2 separate regions of the Mus musculus genome follow, and region 2 is linked to region 1. A link is a contact called in public promoter capture Hi-C data. All regions are on one chromosome and are shown on one strand. Each heading gives the region's core, a stretch centred on a gene start, on an enhancer-like site or on the middle of the called end of the contact. The rest is flanking DNA. Distances are from core to core; before and after follow the strand shown. Region 1 holds the start of Tmem68 (transmembrane protein 68). Region 2 has its middle 15 kb from the start of Chchd7.

Region 1 (2,599 bases), core at 59-2,558:
CTGGCCTGCCAACGGCATGGAACAAAAAGCTACAACTGAGGCTCAAGGAGAGAGGCTGAACGTTCGATTAATCTTTGTGGAAGGAACAGGGAGGCCTCCGGATGGGAACAGATATCCATTCTCTGTCAGCCATTGTCTGTGCTAGTTTGTGACTTTGTTTCCCATGATACTGTAAAGTGTATTAAGGTTATGAGAAATACATTTGGGGCCAGTGTGGTTCAGGCCTGCAGCCCTCCGGATTTCTAACCTTTGTCTCTGAGTCTTCTTTTCGGTCTTATAATCATCCTCACTCCCCCACTAGAAGACTGTTCAACTCTGAACCAGCAGGACCTGTGCAAATGAGCCTAGTACATTTTTTAAATGTTAAATTTAACATGGTGTTATATTTCTTTTTTGAGGAAACTTTCAGATATCTTCCCTCAAGTACATAATGAAAATGAGTACCTTCAAATTTAAAATTTGTCAATGCTTTTCCCACCAGAAGGTACTTTCTATTCTGGCAATTTTAAACATGAAACCAACATTTCCCCCAGAGATGTCTCTAAAACTGCCATAAACAGTTAACACTTTTATCTCAAATAATTAGACGTTTCAGATACATAAATTTTTGTTGGAAAGGATTTTACAGTTTGCAAATAGAGCTCTAATTTGATCCTTCATCTCATCAATCTATTTGTATTAGTTTACACTTCACACTCCATCTTACTGGTATAGCTCAGGATGGTCTTGAATTTGCTATCCTTCTGCATGGCCAATACCTGGGCCATCTCGCCCGACTCAACCAATGTTGAGATTGGCCCTTCATTTATGGAAACCCGAAATGACACATATAAGGTACCACATTTAAAAAAAAATCAAAATTATATTAATCTTCCCTTTAGTAATTGCAGTAGAACATTCCTTCATGCCCGCGGGGTTTCGAGTTTCTTAGACATCAGGTCATGTGGCTTTCTGGAAAGCCTCTCTCTAACTCTGCGACACCCCCATTCCTGAGCAAGGACAGAAAGTGAGAGAGGACCGTCGCGACTTACTCCACAAATGCCCGGGAGCAGAGGCAAAGGATCTTGTACTCCTCCTCGCGGTCTTCAATGAAGAGCAGCATTTCGGCCACATGGTTCCACTTCTCGCAACACATTTCGTTATCCGGGCTCGCTCTGGTGTTGTCCGCGACTGGGCCGGGCGCTGTTGCTGAAGACAGAAAGGCGTAACTCGCGCGGGCAGAGGAGCGGAACGCGCCTGGGGACGCTCGAGCCGGGAGCCAGCCAGCCGCGCTACCGGAAGCAGCGACAGCAGCTACCGGAAGGGGCGGGGCGACCGACGGTCCTACACCCAATGTGGCTCGGCCTTCTTCCTCTCAGGCAGTTAAAGGAAACCGGCACTACCCGCGTGTCTGCTTCTCCCGGCTCTGCCGCCGACCAGCTGCCGAGGTCGCCGATTTCCTGTGACTTTCTTGTCAGGTGCGTCGAGCTCCCCATGGACTTCTCCATGCTGTTCTAGCCGGTAGCAGGCGTGGTGTCCTGGTCGCGGGGCCCGGAGCGGAAAGCCGGACTAGTTCCCGGCCTCTGCGCCTGCGCCGTGCAGTATATCTACAACTGCAGTATTCCTTCCTTTCATAACTCCTAAATTCAATATACCAGTCTAGATGTGAATTATAGATAGGCATGGTGGTATACACCTTTAATCTCAGACTTGGGAGGCAGAAGCAGACAGATCTCTCTGAGATCAAGGCCAGCTTAGTCTGCAGAGCAAGTCAGGTCCACACAGATGCTGTCTCAAAAATAACTAAATGTCTTACAGCATTATTGGAGAGAGTGACTAGAGTTAGACTATGATGCAGTAGAAGAGTAGTCATTAAAAGAGTAGGGGACTTTAACCAAAAGTAGAAGAGCATTTTTATATTGAAAAACAAAATCTTTGCAAGGTAATGTACATCAGAACCCGGAGAAAGAAGCTTGAACTCAAGGGGTTTTTGTTGTTTGTTTTCTTTTTATTGATAAGTGACACATGGGTGTGAGGAGAAGGCTTATTGGTTATTCGAGTTGGTTAAAGGGACAAAACATTCACGGGTGCATGAAAGTTGTCCTCCGCCTTCACATGCTCACTCATGCATCCTCCCCACAGGGTCAGGTGATTAAAAAAAAACATTTTAAAATTCTTTAAAAAGCCAATGGCATGTAATAATTTTACATATTTCTGGGTCACGGGGCAGCATTTCAGTGCATGTAGAAGATCATGAGAAGATACATTCATGAGAAGATCCGGGGAAACGATATATTTCTCACCTCAGACACTGTTTCTTTGTGTTGGGGCATTCAAACTGTTCTCTCTTAGCTGTTTTTGGATACTCACTTTGTAATCCAGTTTTCCTACTGTGCTTTAAAAGTTAAGTCTTCCTTTTGGCTATGCTCCACACCCACTAAATCACCATGTCTATATACTTCCCTGCACTTGTCCTGACTCGCTGTTAATCTTTGAGATTAACTTCCTTGTATGAGAGACTGATATGGCACCACCCAGAGTTAGTGTGAGACTTCCCACCTCCATTAACAACAGCAAAACCAACCAAACAACCTCACAGACATTCTCAGAGGTTTGTCTC
Region 2 (2,599 bases), core at 35-2,534, 380 kb before region 1:
ACAGGATTATAAACTTAGCCACACCTCCAACCACTGAAGGTGTAATTCCCTCACGAACATTCCTTCCCCTCTCAGCTTTCCACACCTTCTCATGCATCCCCCCAGTGCAAAGTTTTAAATGAGCAGGAAATAAAATTGGAGACAGAAGAGGTAACTGAATGAGGCAGTCACCCACACACTCATCTTAGGGAATGCCAGGAGGCTACACAAGATTGGAGGCGAACAGACCCATGACTGCGCTGTGGCAGAAGAAAGCTGGTGTGAGTTTTTGGTGGTGATGATAATAATATAGTTTGTTTTTCCCAGGAGGTGGAGAACTGTGGTCTATTTGGGTTGTGAAAGACACTCTTCACAGTGAGAATCCTCTGCTGAAGTCATCATGGGATTGGAATGCTGTTCCACAAGGACATGTATATTGAAGTGAATGAAACAGACAGGGATGACACTGGTTGCCAAGTGTAGCCTATAAACTGAAAACACCCTCCAGGATCTGCAGCGTCCCAAGGAACTTCCTCTTCAGAAGTCGTTACTACAAGAAAAGGGCAAACCAACACGTTTATCCAGGAGGAAAAATACATCTTCTACTTGGCTGTGATCCAGGCTTCTTGCCTTATTCTTTCTTGCTATTTTGTGGCATAGAGTACTTTGTCATCTCTCACTAAAGTCACCTCTCATAGCTTTTGCAGTAGTAGAGGGTAAGGCAAGAATGATGGGTGCAAAGTACTATACATTTTTTGAAAGATTTTCTAGAGTGGATGAAAAGGGTGAACCCACTACAATATTTAGAATATTCTTAATGTGTAACTTTCTCCCAGAGTATGCAGCTCTCATTCACTTTAACAATCTCTGATTTACAAACTTGGTAAGTACGAATTGGTGAAATAAATGAGAATTTGGATAATAGCTGCAATTATGAGGTTTGGAAAACAGAATAGACACTAAGAAATAGGGTCAGCCTGGAGCACAGAGGAAGAAAACTGGCAACTTTGTCTACTGAGCAGGTCACTTGAATGCACTAAGGCTCAGTCTTACATCTGCAAACCAGGAAGGCTGACTTCTCAGAGCACATGCAACTTTCAGTGTAATTAATTATGTTTCTGAGAGTGTTTTACGAAGTGAAAATGAAAGTATGAAGTATCACAGTCGTCTCTGCCTTTGCACTTTCCAGAAGTACAGAGCACTGCAAGGATACAATGAGCTATACCATCACATAATCCCAGAGTCAAGGAGACCTGTACTCCATGCTGCATTATGGAAATGTGAACCTTGTGTAGAAAGTTCAAGTTTCAGGAAGAGTAGATGAGGCTAGACTAGGCAGAGTCAGAGGAAGTGAGAGGAGGTTCTCTGAAGGGAATGAAGGACTGATTGAAAAGTGGAGTGGAGGGAAGGGAGGAGAGAGTAGGGAGAATTCTAGTTGGTAGCAGAACAGTCTAAGCAACAGTCAGCTTCTTTATGTAAATTGTGCCCTAAGCATTGGTGGGGAGGGGGGAGTACTGTTTATTCTCACTTCCATCTAGCTCCTTTTGAAATCTTCAGTTGCTGCCCAGTGGACTCTTGTATGCTTCTCTTGCTTACTGATGATTTCAGATGGGGATGAAGAAACTAGGACAGTGGTAGTCCAGGAGTAAAAACTCTCAGGAGACAGCAATATGGACCAAATGGTAGAACAATAAGAGGGAAGGTGTGGAAAGGGGCACTTTGTTTGGTTTCAGACAGCCTTTTCCTGCAGATGCAAGAGAGTGTTATCTTTTATAGTTGGGGTTTTTGAAAGGACTAGGTGGCTGGCCTAAAGTTCACTGTGGCTTTTAGTGATGAATAATCCAGTCTCAATACACGCCTCTCAAATATCAGTATCTACCCACCCAACTCATGGGTTTCTTTATGGTCACTATAACCAATTTTTTAAATTATAATTTCAAAACACAGAAGATGCTTAAGGGTGAAACAATTCATTCAGATGATCCAGATAATAGGGCGCAGAGCCAAAACTCACATAAACACAATGCTCTTTTCACACTTTGCCATGTAATACTTATGTTATTAATCAGGACATTTGGCTTTTTACTTTCATTGTGGCTGTTTCAGAAGCCAGCATAGCCATCTTTGCCCAGTTACCCTGCACCTGGTTGAATTACCCTCTCATTCTGTCATTTTCTGTTCTTCCCTTTGTTTGAATTTGCTTGTAGCTTGCCCTCTTTCCTACCAGTACCCAGGTATGTGCTTTGAAATGACCCTTACTTTCTTTATTTCTTTAAGAAAACTCTCAGGACTTGAATGAGAAATCCAAGTGGTCTCAAACAGGAGATGCTGAGTGGGTAGACTTAGGTGATCTTTGTAGACTGATCATTTTACAGTCCAGTGTGTGCTAAACAAGCACTCCACCACTGAAGCCCCAAGTAGTTCAGTCCCCAAAATAGTCTTTTTTAAAATGTGATTTCACAGTTTTTTCTAAAGGAAGGTGCATATCCAGTGCATACCTACCATCTCACTGTGTGATAGCACCATCCAGCTCTTACAAGGAAAACTAGCCATTTGTTGAGAACTCCTACAAATTTCTCAATCTGAGCACAGCCTATGACTCACAAACAGAACTCTATGC

Evidence for each region. Promoter capture Hi-C pulls out the DNA fragments that hold promoters and counts their contacts.
Region 2: a promoter capture Hi-C map of pre-B cells shows a contact between it and region 1. The contact joins the enhancer-like site here to the promoter of Tmem68 in region 1. A contact is called at or near these places in 9 of 39 promoter capture datasets (the 3T3-L1 cell line, the C10 cell line, the HPC-7 cell line and 5 more), 2 of 484 Hi-C or Micro-C datasets (bone marrow-derived macrophages and olfactory sensory neurons), 9 of 115 datasets of contacts at active chromatin or transcription factors (the 230-238 cell line, bone marrow-derived macrophages, embryonic limb bud and 5 more) and 3 of 9 other capture datasets (adipose tissue, liver and macrophages).

The regions. Positions count from the first base shown.
Region 1 is chr4:3,573,562-3,576,160 of GRCm38.p6, reverse strand. It overlaps Tmem68 (transmembrane protein 68), which reads left to right and starts at 1,308. Exons shown (of 8, transcript NM_028097.4): 1 at 1,308-1,457. Tgs1 (trimethylguanosine synthase 1) reads right to left here and starts at 1,282. Exons shown (of 13, transcript NM_054089.4): 1 at 1,032-1,282. The coding sequence starts at 1,135.
Region 2 is chr4:3,952,771-3,955,369 of GRCm38.p6, reverse strand. No RefSeq gene overlaps it. Among named protein-coding and RNA genes, the nearest start is that of Chchd7, 15 kb to the right of the region's middle. Within about 2 kb of position 1,284, at least 78 of the 459 cell types and tissues checked have an H3K27ac peak or open chromatin away from gene starts, as enhancers often do. A contact at or near this core is called in the HPC-7 cell line, bone marrow-derived macrophages, hematopoietic stem and progenitor cells and 3 more, where this site is marked.